Linked DNA regions of Mus musculus: regions 2 and 3 are each linked to region 1. Evidence: chromatin contacts called from public Hi-C and HiCAR-type data. All regions are on one chromosome and are shown on one strand. Each heading gives the region's core, a stretch centred on a gene start, on an enhancer-like site or on the middle of the called end of the contact. The rest is flanking DNA. Distances are from core to core; before and after follow the strand shown. Region 1 holds the start of Mreg (melanoregulin). Region 2 has its middle 20 kb from the start of Igfbp5. Region 3 overlaps Fn1 (fibronectin 1).

Evidence for each region. Hi-C and Micro-C count contacts between places; a contact is called where the count stands out from the background. HiCAR-type assays count read pairs that join an accessible place to other places.
Region 2: a contact with region 1 is called in a HiCAR-type map of astrocytes, with 2.2 times the contacts expected there. The contact joins the enhancer-like site here to the promoter of Mreg in region 1. A contact is called at or near these places in 3 of 39 promoter capture datasets (the 3T3-L1 cell line, the HPC-7 cell line and pre-B cells), 1 of 484 Hi-C or Micro-C datasets (the N1E-115 cell line) and 4 of 115 datasets of contacts at active chromatin or transcription factors (astrocytes, embryonic stem cells, extraembryonic endoderm stem cells and 1 more).
Region 3: a contact with region 1 is called in a Hi-C map of liver, with 5 times the contacts expected there. The contact joins the enhancer-like site here to the promoter of Mreg in region 1. A contact is called at or near these places in 10 of 39 promoter capture datasets (3T3-L1-derived adipocytes, embryonic stem cells, hematopoietic stem and progenitor cells and 4 more), 3 of 484 Hi-C or Micro-C datasets (embryonic stem cells and liver) and 11 of 115 datasets of contacts at active chromatin or transcription factors (embryonic stem cells and stem cell-derived neural progenitor cells).

The regions. Positions count from the first base shown.
Region 1 is chr1:72,209,284-72,214,238 of GRCm38.p6, reverse strand. Mreg (melanoregulin) reads left to right here and starts at 1,932. Exons shown (of 5, transcript NM_001005423.2): 1 at 1,932-2,222. The coding sequence starts at 2,128.
Region 2 is chr1:72,852,627-72,857,581 of GRCm38.p6, reverse strand. No RefSeq gene overlaps it. Among named protein-coding and RNA genes, the nearest start is that of Igfbp5, 20 kb to the left of the region's middle. Within about 2 kb of position 2,756, at least 21 of the 459 cell types and tissues checked have an H3K27ac peak or open chromatin away from gene starts, as enhancers often do. A contact at or near this core is called in astrocytes, where this site is marked.
Region 3 is chr1:71,633,314-71,638,268 of GRCm38.p6, reverse strand. It overlaps Fn1 (fibronectin 1), which reads left to right. Exons shown (of 46, transcript NM_010233.2): 12 at 874-1,017. Among named protein-coding and RNA genes, the nearest start is that of Fn1, 17 kb to the left of the region's middle. Within about 2 kb of position 2,433, at least 13 of the 459 cell types and tissues checked have an H3K27ac peak or open chromatin away from gene starts, as enhancers often do. A contact at or near this core is called in embryonic stem cells and liver, where this site is marked.

The DNA of each region.
Region 1 (4,955 bases), core at 683-3,182:
ATTAAAGAGACACAGTGGGTGGGTGAGCTGGGAAGTCAAGGGACTAACAGGAACAAAGCCCCTAGCACTGCATAAGCTGGGCGTGGCAGCACATACCTGTAATCTTAGCCCTTGGGAGATGCAGGCAGGAGAGTCAGAAGTTCAAGGTCATGTTCAGCTATATAGGGGGTTTGAAGTCATCCTGGCCTATATGAGACCTTTTCAAAATAAAACACTGGGGCCTGGGCCTGTAACTCAGGGCTTGAGTTTGGTGTGAGCAGGACCCTGGGTTTGACCTCTAGGCACGCACACCTCACCATGGCACTCATCCCTTTTCTTGCCTTATTTGTTCTCTAGTCTAACTAACTTAAAGTCTAACTAACTAGTCTAGTCTAACTAACTTAAAGTTAACATACTTGGAAAGTGCTTATTTCCTTGTCTAACCACCCCTCACCAGAATGTTCACTTTTTGCTGGTCTTGTTTACTGCTGTATCCCCATCCTAAAACATGCCTCACACATAGCTTAAATACTTCTCAAGTAAATCAGACTGGCAAAGGCAAGACAAAGAAGCAAAACACCTTCTGCTTTAGGGTTTTACTGATGTGAACAGACACCATGACCAAGGCAACTCTTCTAAGGACAACATTTAATTGGGGCTGGCTTACAGGTTCAGAGGGTCAGTTTATTATCCAGGCAGGCATGGTGCAGGAGGAGCTGAGAGTTCTACATCTTCATCTGAAGGCTGCTAGCAGAATACTGGCTTCCAGACAGCTAGGATGAGGGTCTTAAAGCCCACATCCACAGTGACACACCTACTCCAACAGGGCCACACTTTCTGATAGTGACACTCCCTGGGCGATCACACCTTGTATTTTATATTGAGTATAGGGTTTGTATGCCAGAGTCTAAATTTGAATTGCACACTGGAAAGCAATTTGGCAGGATTCATTAAAATTAAAGGGGTGGACTGGAAAGATGGCTCAGTGGTTAAGAGCAATGACTGCTTTTCCAGAGGTCCTCATTTCAATTCCCAGCAACCACATGGTGGCTCACAACCATCTGTTATGGGATCCAATGCCCTTTTCTGGTGTGTCTGAACACAGCTACAGTGTTCTCACATATGTATAAAATAAATCTTTTTTAAAAAAAAAATTAAAGGGGCATCTTATGACACAGCAAGTCGACTGCCACATCTTTATTCAGTTGGTGTAGAAGCTCCCAAGTGCAGCAGTTCAAGGATGTGCACTGCAGCCCTCAGTACAAAAGGCTGGGATTGGTTAACATGTTCACCATTATGTTCACGGTCTGGTTAAATAACACTGGCATCGGTAAGATTAGGTCTGCGTTAGGAAGACAGAAAGATACACATACAGTCTGCATGACATCAGTGAAAAGAGCCAGGCACAAAAATGTGTGCATGGGAAGGGTTGGAGGGAGAAAGGGAATGGTGAGGGTGGGTGGGGCAATGCAATGTTTTAATTTCAAAAGATAAAAACAAACAAACAAACAAAACCCCAAACAAAACAAAACCACAAACATTTGGTGCGGTAATCTGCTGCTTGGACATAAAAAAACAAAAGTGGGATTTCTGGGGGCTGGTGAGGTAGATGGCGCTACACAAGACAGGATTCTGTTCCCAGCACTCACATTGTAATTTACAAAAATAAATCTCTTGTAATATAACAGTTGTAGAACTCACAAGCGGTTGCTTTTTTTTTTTCCCCTAAGAGTGTTCAAGGGCTGGAAGTTTGAAAAAATAAAAAAACTTTTACAAAGCGTGTATTGTGGGAGACCATTTCCTTTGCAGAGAAGCCAATTAAAAGGACAGTTGGGTTCGGCCACGCGCAGCAGACCCCTGCTGCTCAGCGGTCACCTCCGGGGTTCTGCGGGGCGCCTGGAGCGCGCTCGCTCCCTAGAGGGCAGCCGTGGGCGTCGCAGGACGCATGCGCTCGGGCGGCACCCGGGGAATTAAAAGAGAGAGGGAAAAGCTCCCGCGGCAAACGCGCAGCTCGCGTCCCCACGGCCGGCCGCGGCGTGATGCGCACGGCCCGGCCCGTGACGCCGCGGCCGTCCCTGTCCCCGTCCCCGCGTCCCCGCCGCCATCGCGCGCCCGGCTCCGGGATCCCGGCGCCGGGCCTCGCTCCCCATGGGGCTGCGCCGCTGGCTACGGAGCGCCTGCTGCTGCTGCCCGTGCCGGTGCCTGGAGGAGCCCGCGCGGCCCGAGAAGGAGCCGCTGGTCAGGTGCGTATCGGGCCGCCTCGCGGGGTGGGGACCCGGGTGTCGTCTGAACCGGGGAAGGGGTGCTGTGAGGTCACACCGCGGTGCCACCCGGCCCCCCTCGGCCCCGGTCTCGCACAAGACGATTTAAGCTCCGGATCCTTGGTTCAGATTTTGTGTGGCTCCTCGGAGGCAGCGGATGCCCCTGGGAAACGCCACTGACTGCTGCAGGGGAAAGGGCCGGGAAGAGAAGTTTCCAGAGGGGGTCTCATCGGATGAGACGGACGAGCGTGGGTTTCCTTGGCACTGAGATGAAAAAAAAAAGTTTGGCTATCTCTTCCAATGTCATGACCGAAAGAAGTCGATTTCAGTGACTGAGGAAATCTTTCTCGTGATAAAACTATGCGTGCTGTACCAGTGACAGCCAATTGACTGTTCGGGGGTTTAAACTGAAATGTGGGGACATTTAATGCTCATTAGCTAATGTGCTAAGAGGCTTTGTGAAGGAACCCTGTGCACAGCTTTGCTTGACTTTTTTTTTTTTTCCCCTAAAGCGATACTTTAATATACGTATAAGCACGAGGGGTAGAAGAAAAAGGCACTCAGAAATAAGACATACCCAAGCGTGGTTGCCGGCTCCTAGAGAGAGAAGAGATAGGACTGTGATTTTTATTTTTCCTTAAAATGTTGGTTTTTTGTTTTTTGTTTTTTTCTTCCTCCCTATCGTGAGTTTGCTGAAATTAAGTTCCACCATGCCAGGTTAACCTTATCGAATGAGGTCCCACCAAGTCGTGCCCCAGGGAACAGAATTGAAATTAGGGCACAGGATGTAGGGTGGAATTCTAGGCTTGGTGAACAAGCGCAGAAGCCAGGACCCCTTCCTTAAGGGACACGCAACGAATCCAATCCTGCTTGCACAACTCTGGCAGAAGCAGCAAAGCATGGCTTTACCTTGCCCTACTCTGTCAAGTCCAGACACTTCCCCTGACTTTGCAGAGTTACATAACCCATCCTGCCTGTCTGCTCTTATTTTCCAGCGCATTAAGCAGGATGTACTTGCCCCTGTAGGAACAATCTACTCTTAGTCCCTCCAAGCTCCTGGCCAATGGTGACCTTTTGCCTTCTACCCTTTCCTAAAGTGGCCTTGTGGCCCCTTTTCATCTCCCTTTTGCGAGTCAGGACTTGGAATTATCATCTTGTTATCTGGTGAGGTGTTTCATGAAATATATCTAGATACCCAAGGCACCACACACACACACACACACACACACACACACACACACACACACAAATACACACACACACACACACACACACTCTGTCTTACTATGTAGACCTGGCTGACCTCTAACTCAGAGATCCGTTTGCCTCCTGGGTGATCTGATTAAAGGCGTTCACCACCCCTCCCGGCTACCATACTATGTTTGGTTGTTTTTGCTAATAGCCCTCTCACTTAGATTTTGAGATTACTTTGGGCTTGGAGAAATCTAAATTACCTATCTTTAATTTAAACAGCAAAAGCTAACCGTGTAGATTTTTATCTCAGGACTTTAGACTCTAGGTTCTTATGAAATACAGCCTTCAATTTACTTTCAGCCATTTTTTTTGTTTTTTGTTTTTGTTTTTTTTCTAGTGCTTTTTTTTTTTTTTATTCTTTTAGAATTGCTGGACTTCAGGTGCTTTTTATTTTGAAATTGAGACCTTCTCCTGTCTTGCTTTATGCTCAGTGGATGACAGTCTGAATTTTGTGACTTTCTTTCTTTTTTTAAAAGAAGATGAAGTTAGCTAGGCATGGTGGAACAGGGTCATGATCATAGCTCCTAGGCTGGGAGGCAGGAGAGTCAGGTGTTCAAAGCTGCCTTGGCCAAAGAAATCTAAACACAACACCCTATCTGAAAAGAAATGTTTAAAATTTACGAAGGTGGGGCTGGAGTGGCTCAGTGATTAAGAGCACTGGTTGCTCGTCCAGAGGTCCTGAGTTCAATTCCCAGCAACCACATGGTGGCTCACAACCATCTGTAATGGAATCTGATGCCCTCTTCTGGTGTGTCTGAAGATAGCGACAGTGTACTCATACATAAAATAAATAAGTCCAAAAAAAAAAAGTTAGGAAGGTGCCAGGGCAGTTGTGGTGGCGTACGCTTTTAATCCCAGCAGGCAGATCTCTATTAGTTGGAGGCCAGCCTGGTCTACAGAAAATGTTCCAGGATTGCCAAGGCTACACAGAGAAACCCTGTCTCAAAAAACAATAACAAAAAACCCCAAACAACAACAACAACAACAACAATAGGAAGGTATCATCAGTTGGAGCAGCATAGCGAAGCGTTGATGAGCCGGGCTACCTGGGAGGAGTCAGGTGAGTGGGTGGCTGGCCGTGAGTTATTAAGGTTATTTGTGTCTTCCACAGCTTCCTCGTGTCTTTGTGAAGGGTGATGATGCCTATGCATCCTGCAGAGGCTCTCGGGGAGAAAGGAAGGGAGGTCATACATGCCAAGTGCTTAATAGAGTGTCTGACAACACGGCAAATACTCCATAAATTGTAATTAGTACTAATTTTCATGTTATGCTTCTGAGCATGTGAGTGTGAGTGGGCTTGTGTCATGTGGTTTAGTGTTATCCTGGCGCCATCTTGATGATAATTATTTCGGAAGGCCAGCTTACTAATGGGCTTGAGATAGTGGTATACATGTGTCTGTGGGTACTCACTTGTTCTTTTCTACCCAAGTTATCAGAAGATCTGGTTTGAATTCATTGTTT
Region 2 (4,955 bases), core at 1,507-4,006, 640 kb before region 1:
CTTAGACAAATCATGAGTCTCTTCTTGGACGGAATGCTAAGGAAGACATTTCTAGAATGTTCCTTAGTCCTTTACAAGTTCTTAAGTCGTGGAAACCTCTGGCCCAGGTGATGCCTATTTCCGGCCCCTCCCTGGCACCTCCACCTCTGTTTGTGCCCAGGGAAAAGCAAAGCTGTGGCCCTGACTGCTGGGGTTCAACCATGCCCTTTGCCTCAGTTTCCCCGTGGCCTTCCTTCCCAGCTTCTTCCAGCTCTTGGGCTCTCTGCCTAGCTCTCCATGGCCCAAGTTCATGCTCAATCGCTGCTCCTTAAGTCTGTCACGAACCACACACACATTACAGGCCTAGCTGGGGAGATGAAGGTGATGGACCATCCATTCTGCCCCCTCCACACACACACTAAATACTGAGGCTCGAAGGAGAGCTAGTATCCCGGACCTTGCAGTCATCTGGTAAGAGGGGCCTCGTTTCCCACAGTCCACTGGTCCTCTGGGAGCCATCAAACATCTTCCCTGGGGCTTCTCAGTCCTCCAGGTCACAGAGCCAGAGACCCAAACACCATGTTTTAGGTCAAAATGAAGTGTGGAAGATGCAGGCAGTGCTGCAGAGCGGGAACGGGTGCTTGTGAAAGTTGGCAGGGCAAGCGGAGGGTGCATGGGTGGCTCGCCATGTTAGGACACCTGGGAGAGTCTGCTGGCTTCTCTGTCAGAAGCTACTTGTCCTATGGTTACTATAGCCCATGCAATGTCTGAAGGAAGTAGGAGCCAGGGTTCTCCTCCTAGCTGTTTGTCCTCGGGGCTTATCCCCCTGAAGCCACATGAACGGAACCTGCTCCATATCCCTCCCGGCTCCGCAGGCCCTTATGTGGCCCTTGAAGCCTCGCCGTCTAACTCCTCACGACCTGTGGCCGTTCTGCCCCCTGGCTGCTCCAAACAATTCTTGATCAGAAGTCATAACCCACACGGCACATTCGGATCAGGCAACCTACCTGGACACTTACAGAGTGGACCGGAGCCTGGCTCCATTCTCTCTCCCATCCTCATTGGATGGCAGGCAGCTGGTCCAAGACCACGTGGCTCTGGTACCCTATTCAGTTCTTCCTTTTGCCACAATCCACTTAAGCCACACTCTGGGTCTCAGAACTCCCTGGTCTCCGATGACGTCATCACATCCACCCAACGGTCCGCGCCAGACCCCTAGGTATTAGTCCGGATTCCCCCACTTAGCTCTCCATCCAATGCTCCCAGCAGTCAGCTACTCCCTGAAAGCTCTCACTATCCTCCTTCTTCCTCGTTTGGATCATTTTCAGGGCTGCCTGGTGGATTCAACTCCATCTCTCCTCTCATGCCTTCTTCTCTCATCCACAATTGATTTCCAAACACATATCTAGTCTTATCCACCCTTGGCCTACGTTCAAGTCCCTCAGCAACACACCACATCCCTCCCGATAGGTTCCCTACAACGTTCCTCTTCAGCTGTCCCTCTGCTGCCTGCGCCCTAGGAATGACACCCATCCTCGGCCGTGTGCAGGCCTCCAGGCTCAGAGTGCAGCTCAGGCTTGAAGGCCTTCCACATGCTGCCTCCTCTTTCTGAACCCAATCCCTTAGAAAACATACACAGATGTGTGCACACGCAAGCTCTATTTCTTCATCTCAACTCTCCATTGCCGCTCCAAGGTGCCTTCCACAAGGCTGCTCGTCATTACACTACAGTGCTGGAGGATATGCCTCTGTCACATCATGCCATGAGACGGTCAATCATTTACAACACGGAAATGTAGACACTACAGGACAGAGGCCGTCATCTCTTGCAGCTCCACATGCAAACACTGCATCACCCTACTTAGCATGTAGTCATGACTACATTTAACCAACACTTACTGTGTGGCAGAAATGAATTTCTACCCTGCAAGCTGTTCTTTCAAACAGACATCATCCCAGTACTTAAAGCTGAGGTTTTAAAGGGTGTGTAGAAGTTAGAAATATGCACAAAGTCATACAATTTATAGTCAGGGACAAGCAAGGTCTTCCCAGTGTTGCTAGCACATCGAAGTACCAAAGATACACTTAGCAGATGCCACAGCTACAGCAGGGTGTCTGCAAATCCAGAGGGCACAGAGGAGGGCCAGCCTTGTGGACACGTACCCATGACATCACCTGGAGCTCAGAGCTCTAGTGTACTGTCTTTGGTGAACTTTCTTATCACTGCCTTGAAGTTCTTAGTAAGAACAAGAGGCCTCATAGTGTCCCAGGCCTTACAACTTAGGTCACTGGCCTTCCCTAGAAATCTTACAAGAGGTATACATAAAGATTCTCAGTCCCTGTTTCCACATCACCTAACTCTGGAAATCTATGGGAGAGCTTGTGAATCCTTATGAGAGAGCACCTCCATTTGACTTAATATAGGTTCCTGGGCCTCCCTTTAACTAATTGAAAAGCCAAAATGAGTTTGGCTGCAGTTACACATGCTGCCACATGGGGGCAGTATGGCCTCAGCGTTTAACAGTGGCCAGGCTTAAACTTCAGAGGTCTAGGTCTCCAGTGAGTGATGTGGGAACACATTCAATTAAAACCCTACCCAACCAGCCCCCTCTTTCAATGAACAGGGGACTAGCAATGGGCAGAGCAGGTTGTGGCAACATCAAGGGACTTTCACAAAATGTTTAGGAAGAAGCTCTCTGAGGCCCGTAGTAGCACAAGGATGACCCTGAAACATCCCTCTGATAGTGTTTCCCAGCAGCCTCCACAGGCTATGACCTTGTTCGTTGAAGATTAAACCATCCCCGCTAGGCCCAGGGGAAAATGCTCCCAAATGGGGATGCTTGATCCAGGGATGAGCCGCAACCTTGATACTGAGCAATAGGGCCTTTCTGGAAACCTTTGCCTGCCTGTAAAATGAAACTGGTAACTGTTTCTGTATCATGGGACTTAGTTGAATTCATGTATCTGTTCCATCCACCCTGAAGTAGCTCTTTTCCTGACAGGGGGTGTTCTCTAAGAATCTAATGTCCTGGCACCCGCCCAAAGTCCCAGGTGTCCCTCACCACCTCCGGATGTGCTAGATGATGAGTCTGAAGGGACTGAGCCAGCCCGCGAGAGAGGCCCCTCCACAGCCAGAGGGCTCAGGTGCAGACTGAAGTTGAGCTCAGCCTTGCACTGGGGAGAAAAATGGTTTGCCTTCCCCATGGCCCACAGCCAAAGGGTGAGGACAGTCCCTGGGCTTCACTGGGGCTTCCGGTACAGACAAAACATCGTGTTAGAGTCCTGCTACACATTGCTTCAAAAAGGGCTCCCCCACCCCCATACCCTGACTCAGTTCCCAGTCTCTTGGTCCAAGTTCTGTTCTTTTTTGAGACAGAGCTAAGGTGTCACCCTGGCTGTCCTAGAACTTGCTCTGGAAACCAGGCTGACCTTGAACTCAGACATCTGCCTGAAATGTGCACAAGCATGATCCAGTCTCAGCCCATGCTCTTTATCCACAGAGACCCCTTTGAAGCTGGCTGATTTGTTGATATGGGGCCAGTCACGCAAGCCACTCCAGGAGCAGCTTCTGAAAGCTCAGGGGTGACCTTTCTGAACAGCCCAGAAGCAAGGTCACCAGCCTTTCCTTGGGGGTTCAAGTGTAATTCCTTGTCCTGGACTGGGGTGGTGGTTTGAATGAAATGGTTTCATGGACCCATAGGAAGTGGCACTGTTAGGAGGAGTGGCCTTGTTGGAGTGGGTGTGACTTTGTTGGAGGAAGGGTGTCACTAGGGGTTCACTTTGAGGTCTCAGATGCTCAAGCCAGACCTGATGTCTCACTCTCTTCCTGCTGACTCTAAATCCAGATGTAGAACACAGGAACTCTCTAGCACCAAGTCTGCCTGCCTATTGGCATGCCACCATGCTTCCCACCGTAACAGACTAAACCTCTGAACTGTAAGTCGATCCCAATGAAATGTTTCCATTTAATTAAATCCCAATCAAAAGAGTTGCTGTGCTCATGTTTGAAGCAGAGACTGAAGGAAAGGCCATCCAGTGACTGTCCCATCTGGGAATCCATCCCGTATACAGTTAGTAAACCCAGACACTATTGTGGATGCCAACATGTGCTTGCTGACAGGAGCCTGATATAGCTGTCTCCTGAGAGGCTCTGCCAGTGCCTGACAGAGGTGAGTACACACAGCCATCCATTGGACTGAGCATAGGGTCTCCAGTGGAGGAGCTAGAGAAAGGACCCAAGTTGGAGCTGAAGGGGTTTGCAGCCCCACAGGAGGAACAACAATATGAACCAACCAGTACTCCCAGAGCTCCCAGGGACTAAACCACCAACCAAAGAGTACACAGGGAGGGACCCATGGTTCCAGCCGCATATGTAGCAGAGGATGGCCTTGTAGGAGGACATCAATGGGAGGAGAGGCCCTTGGTCTTGTGAAGGGTCCCACTGTAGGGGAATGCCAGAACAGGGAATCCGGAGTGGGTGGCTTAGTGAGCAGTGGGAGGGGGGATGGAATAGGGGAGTTCCAGAGGGGAAATGAGGAAAGGAAATAAAATTAAGTGTAAATAAAGAAAATACCTAATAAAAAGAAAATATGTCAGAAAAAAATGAGTTGCTTTGGTCAAGGTGTCTCTTCACAGCAATGGAAACCCCTAAGATACCTGAAAACTCCTTATTTCAGGGGGTAGGAGAGTCCCAATTTCAATGTTCCCCATTTCCCATCTCCCACTGCAATATCATCTGAAGCTTTCTACCGATGTTGCTTTGTATGGGTGTTTATATGCTGTGTAGCCCAGGCTAGACTAGACTCTCAGTCTTACCTGCTTCAGCCTCCCAAAAGCTGGGATTGTGGACTGTGCGTCCAGTGTCCAGTGTCCACACTCTTGTCCTCACTACCCATCTTCCTCAGTCAGTCCAGGGGGGTGGAAACCTTCCTTAGTGCAGCAGAGCCCTGGGTTCCACCGCAGGCCGGCATCTGGGT
Region 3 (4,955 bases), core at 1,184-3,683, 580 kb after region 1:
CAGTGAGTGAGTGGGGTTAGCTTTGTTGGTTCTGAGTCATGACAAAGGAAGTTTCGTTACTGACTGCAGAAAAGAAACATGGGTATAGGACTCAGCCAGTAGATGCCTGCCTCCGGCCAAAACACTTCAGCTTTTGCCTCTCTGTACAATAAGTAGATAAATAGATAGGGCTGGGCCATCACTGAGCGATCAACATTAAAAGGAGCCTATTCCCCAAATCCAAAGTTTAAGATAATCAGTTCTTACTCCTTTACTGAAGGAGGCAGACTGCTTACTGAGACAGCAAATTGATCCCAGCAGTTTGTTCGGCCTGCGATTGTAAAGCCGAGAGGTCCCGGGAGGCTTGCTTAGAAAGCTGTTCATGCTTTAAATTTAGCTCATTAATGTAAAGCTACCTACTGAATTCCGAAGAAGTACACAAAATGAAATCATTGCAAAGTTCTTTTCTTATTTTACAGATGGCAAGTTTTAAAACTTTTAATTGGTATCTAGTTTCCTAAAATTAATTTTCAGATTTTGGCTATATGCTGAAATTTTAATCTTTACATTTTTTTTAAATTTAGCAATGTTTCCCCTGTAGGACACCAAATATCCTTCCCAAAAGGTACATTTTAATTTTAACGACTAATTTTCCCATAAGGTAAATGACTTGAATAAAATATTACTTTAGGACTGGGGAAATGGTTTCACACAACATATGCACGTATCTCACACACAAGCACATATCACACACACAAACACATACACTTATAACTTACTTTAACTATATTTGTAAGAACTGGAATTTTTATATTCATACTTTAAGAATACACTTCATCACACTACAGTGATGTGTTTGAGGCTGTTTTAATCTTTTCTTTGTGTTTGTTTTAGACCAGTGCCAAGATTCAGAGACCCGGACATTTTACCAGATTGGTGACTCCTGGGAGAAGTTTGTGCATGGTGTCCGATACCAGTGTTACTGCTACGGCCGTGGCATCGGGGAGTGGCACTGTCAACCTCTGCAGACCTACCCAGGTAAGTAGCTCTGAGACAGAAGCAGACCCATGGATGCCAGTCTATGCTACTATTTGGAATCCCAGTGGGGGCCTTGCTCTGTCCCATCCCTTTTCATATTACTGTCTAATAGTTAATTGCATTTTTGTCTTAAATTGTTTTATTTCACCCTTCATCAGGGAAAAATCACCAAAGACTATGAAAAAGTGCATGCTACAATTTTGCATTTTACACAGTTGAGGACTCCATTAGGTGAAAACATTTCAGTTCATTTTATCTCAGTCCTGTGTGTGTGTGTGTGTGTATCTGTGCTTGTGCAAACACATGTGTGGATGTGTGTATGTATGTGCACATGCATGCGTGTGCATGTGTGTACATGTGTGAGTGAGTGTGTGTGCCTGTGTTTGTGAGTGTACATGTGTGTGCACATGCGCATACATGGGCATGCATGCTTGCATTCGTGCATGTGTATGTGTGTGTGTTCAAGTAGAGCCATAAAGTAACTCAGACTGGAAGTGAAAGAGTTTTACATTCTGTTTCTTAAAGAGAAGTCACATCGACAGAAGGCAAGAAGTACAGTATGAGGCATAAATTTGTTTCCTGCCATCTTAAGCCCTTCTTTGTGTCAGATTTCATTTGTTTAGTGAGATGTAATGTGGAACAAAATCTGGAGCCAAGAAACTTGGTCAACTCCACCCACACCGTTCGAATACCTTAAAATATTTATTGTGGTTTTGTTGTTGATATTTATTGCTAGGTTCTCATTGTTTTGTTTGGTTGTTGTTTGTTCTCCCATAGAGACATCATGCCTAGCCATAGGCATTAATTCATTTTGGGGAAAACATTTAAAATTCACACGTTGATTATGAGTGCCATTTCAGCAGACTCCTAGATTTCCGTTAATGATTTATTTATTTATCTGTATGTGTGTGGAGAGGGCACTGGGTCACAGCACATACGTGAAGGTCAGAGTGGACTTTGAAGTTCTTTCTTCACACACGATTCTTTATGTGGGGATCAGACTCAGGTCTACAGGCTTGTGGGAGGCGAGCACCTTACCCTGAGCCATCTTGCTGGCCCAAATTTAAGACATGAAATACCACCTGTATTCAGAAACAAAAAGATTTGGGGTGGGGGGAGATAATCCACAAGAATACAAAATATTATAATAATAAATTAACTCCATAAGTATTAAGATTAAATACTAAGATTAAACTAATCTTCCTAAGAGTGTCCCAAAGTGAACGATGAGAGCCCAAGGCAGTGTGAGTCCTCGCTCTGACTGTGCTGTGAGAGAGATACTAGTTAACTTCTCCTGTGGACAAAGGGAGACTTGCTAACCACCTTTAAAATTGCTTCCAGTCCTTCACTAACAGTCAGAGACCCAGAGCACCCGTCCACCACTCATGCAATCATGTTTTGTTTGTTTTTCAATGACAGGGTTTCACTGTGTAACTCTGGCTACTTTGTGGACCAGGCTGGCCTCAGACTCATAGAGATCCACCTGCCTCTTCCTCCCAAGTGCTGGGATTAGAGTTGCATGCCTCCCATATCCAGAATACGCTCATTGTTTTTATGTGCTGGGGACATCCTCCTCCGCTCAGCCCTTAGACATTGTCAGGGTAGGATAGGTGATTGCTTCCGCAACTATGTAGCTCAGAGCAGCCTGCATTTTTGCTGGACTTTGGTTTAAGAGTGAGTTACTTGCCGGGCGTGGTGGCGCATGCCTTTAATTCCAGCACTTAGGAGGCAGAGGCAGGCGGATTTCTGAGTTCAAGGCCAGCCTAGTCTACAAAGTGAGTTCCAGGACAGCCAGGGCTATAACAAAGGAACCCTGTCTCGAAAAACAAAACAAAACAAAACAAAACAAAACAAAACCAAGAGTGAGTTACTTAACATTTTTAAAAATTGAATCCAGTTGCTTTGTTTTGCTTTTTGAGTCTCATCTAGCCCTGGGTGGCCTCAAACTTACTATGTAGCCAATGATGACCTTGAACTTCTGACCATGCCTCCTGTCTCTTGTTTCCAAAAGGCTGGGGTCACAGGTGTGCACATTACACCTGGTCAACTTAATATAGTTTAAAAATCTGATTACAAATGAGCCATAAATTCAGAAAACACATATTTAGGAGGATTGGATTTTCCAATGATACAAGCCAAGAATAGAAGTTTATTTTTGTGTTCACAGTCAGTTTTTGCAGGGCAATTTTTGAAATTTATTTTCTTTTAAGACCTTTTCTTTTAAAAATAAGTCTATTCACATATATCTTGCTGCAAGCATTGAGGGTAGATCTGCTGATGGACAGGAAGAGTCACCTAGCGGGAGTTTTACCTGTTGACTTTGTTCCCTGTTTCTAAAAAGGGCAATGTCAAAAACCCATTGAACACAGAAGAGATTTCAGGGCAAGCGGATGAGTGTTTGACCCTAGATAGCAGGCTCAGTGTTTATCTCAATGGAGGCTTTGCTCAAGGGCTCATGCCTAGCCTTTGAGGCTCCGATGGCTGAAAGACCGTGTCTGAGCCTTGCCCTGTTTGTTCTTCCTACTAGGTTGGTAGAGATGTTCAAACTAACAAAAGGTAGCAGGAATTTGGTTTGTCAATAAGCAACCAGGAAAGCACAGCTCTCAGCAAATTAGGTAGAGAAAGAACCTTTCGGGTCAAAAAAAATCATGAATGTTTAACTTCTCCAGGGTCACTATTATCGGAAATCACTCTTTCTGACCTTACTGTCAACTGATTTTGAAAGTGTATAATGTGGCACCCTACAAGTGAAGATCTCACAGTGGGCATTGCTATTAGAAGTGTAAAAGGTCCAGGGAGGTGGATGGTCGGGATCACACAACTAGCCAGCATCAAAGGGGATATAAAAACACTTCAATTTAAGTAGTGTAAATGATAGCTAGCCTTTTTTTTAACTTTCCCATCTTTAAATCATGTGTTGTAGTGTAGAGTATAGTGGAGAGCTGGAATTTAATTGACCTAGAAAACAGATGAGGGGTTTTCCTTCTTCCTTCCTTCCTTCCTTCCTTCCTTCCTTCCTTCCTTCCTTCCTTCCTTCCTTCCTTCCTTCCCATTCCTGCACAGAAATGCTTTAAATCCCCTTTGCCATTCAGGGCAGTCACTTGAAGGTGGACCCTGTCATCATCTTAGGGGCCTGGAGAGCTGAGAGCTCAGAGGTTGTAGTCCCTACGCAGTTTAATTCCCATCCCTCCCATTAGACAGCACAATTGCTGAACCTTCAGCTCAGGGGACCCATGCCTCTGTCTCCTGCCGGCACCCGTACTCTCTCATATGTAGGCATTTTAAAAATTAAAATTAAAAATAATGGGATTTCAGATCTGCGCTGAAAGGCTGAGAAAGGAAATGAAGTTCTGAGTCACTTGGGTTAACCATTGCGAGCATCTTTCCCTCCCTCCCTTTCCCGCGTCTTCTGTCACCCTTGTGAACACAGGGTTTGATGACTGGACAGACAGTAAATGTCATTTATATTCTCTTAATAATAGATTTATCAAGGAGATTTAGTTATCACAAGTTTTCCAGCCTCAAATTCAGTAAATAAGATGCATGAGACATGTCTATCTACCTGAGAGATTATACTAGGATTTTTCTAAAACAGCAATATTTAACAGCCTTATGCAGATTGTCACTAATAACATAAGGTCTGTTTTTACTGATTCATATGAAACCTCTTTAAATAGTGTTTGAAAGAAATGTTTTTAATGTATTTGTATTTGTGAGGCTCTTCATCTATGGAAGGAGCTATTCCAGAGGGCTGTGCAATGGACTTGAGTTGATTAATGGGACAACCAACCTGTGTGGCGCGTGGGTCCTATGCCCCTTAGGATGCAAAGATGAGAATTTTGACATTTCAGCTTGTAGCATTAAGTGAAATCAAGACTCAATGAATATGTGTTAGTCTTCAACAAGCTGAGTTATTCCCAATGAAGAAGTTGAGTTCA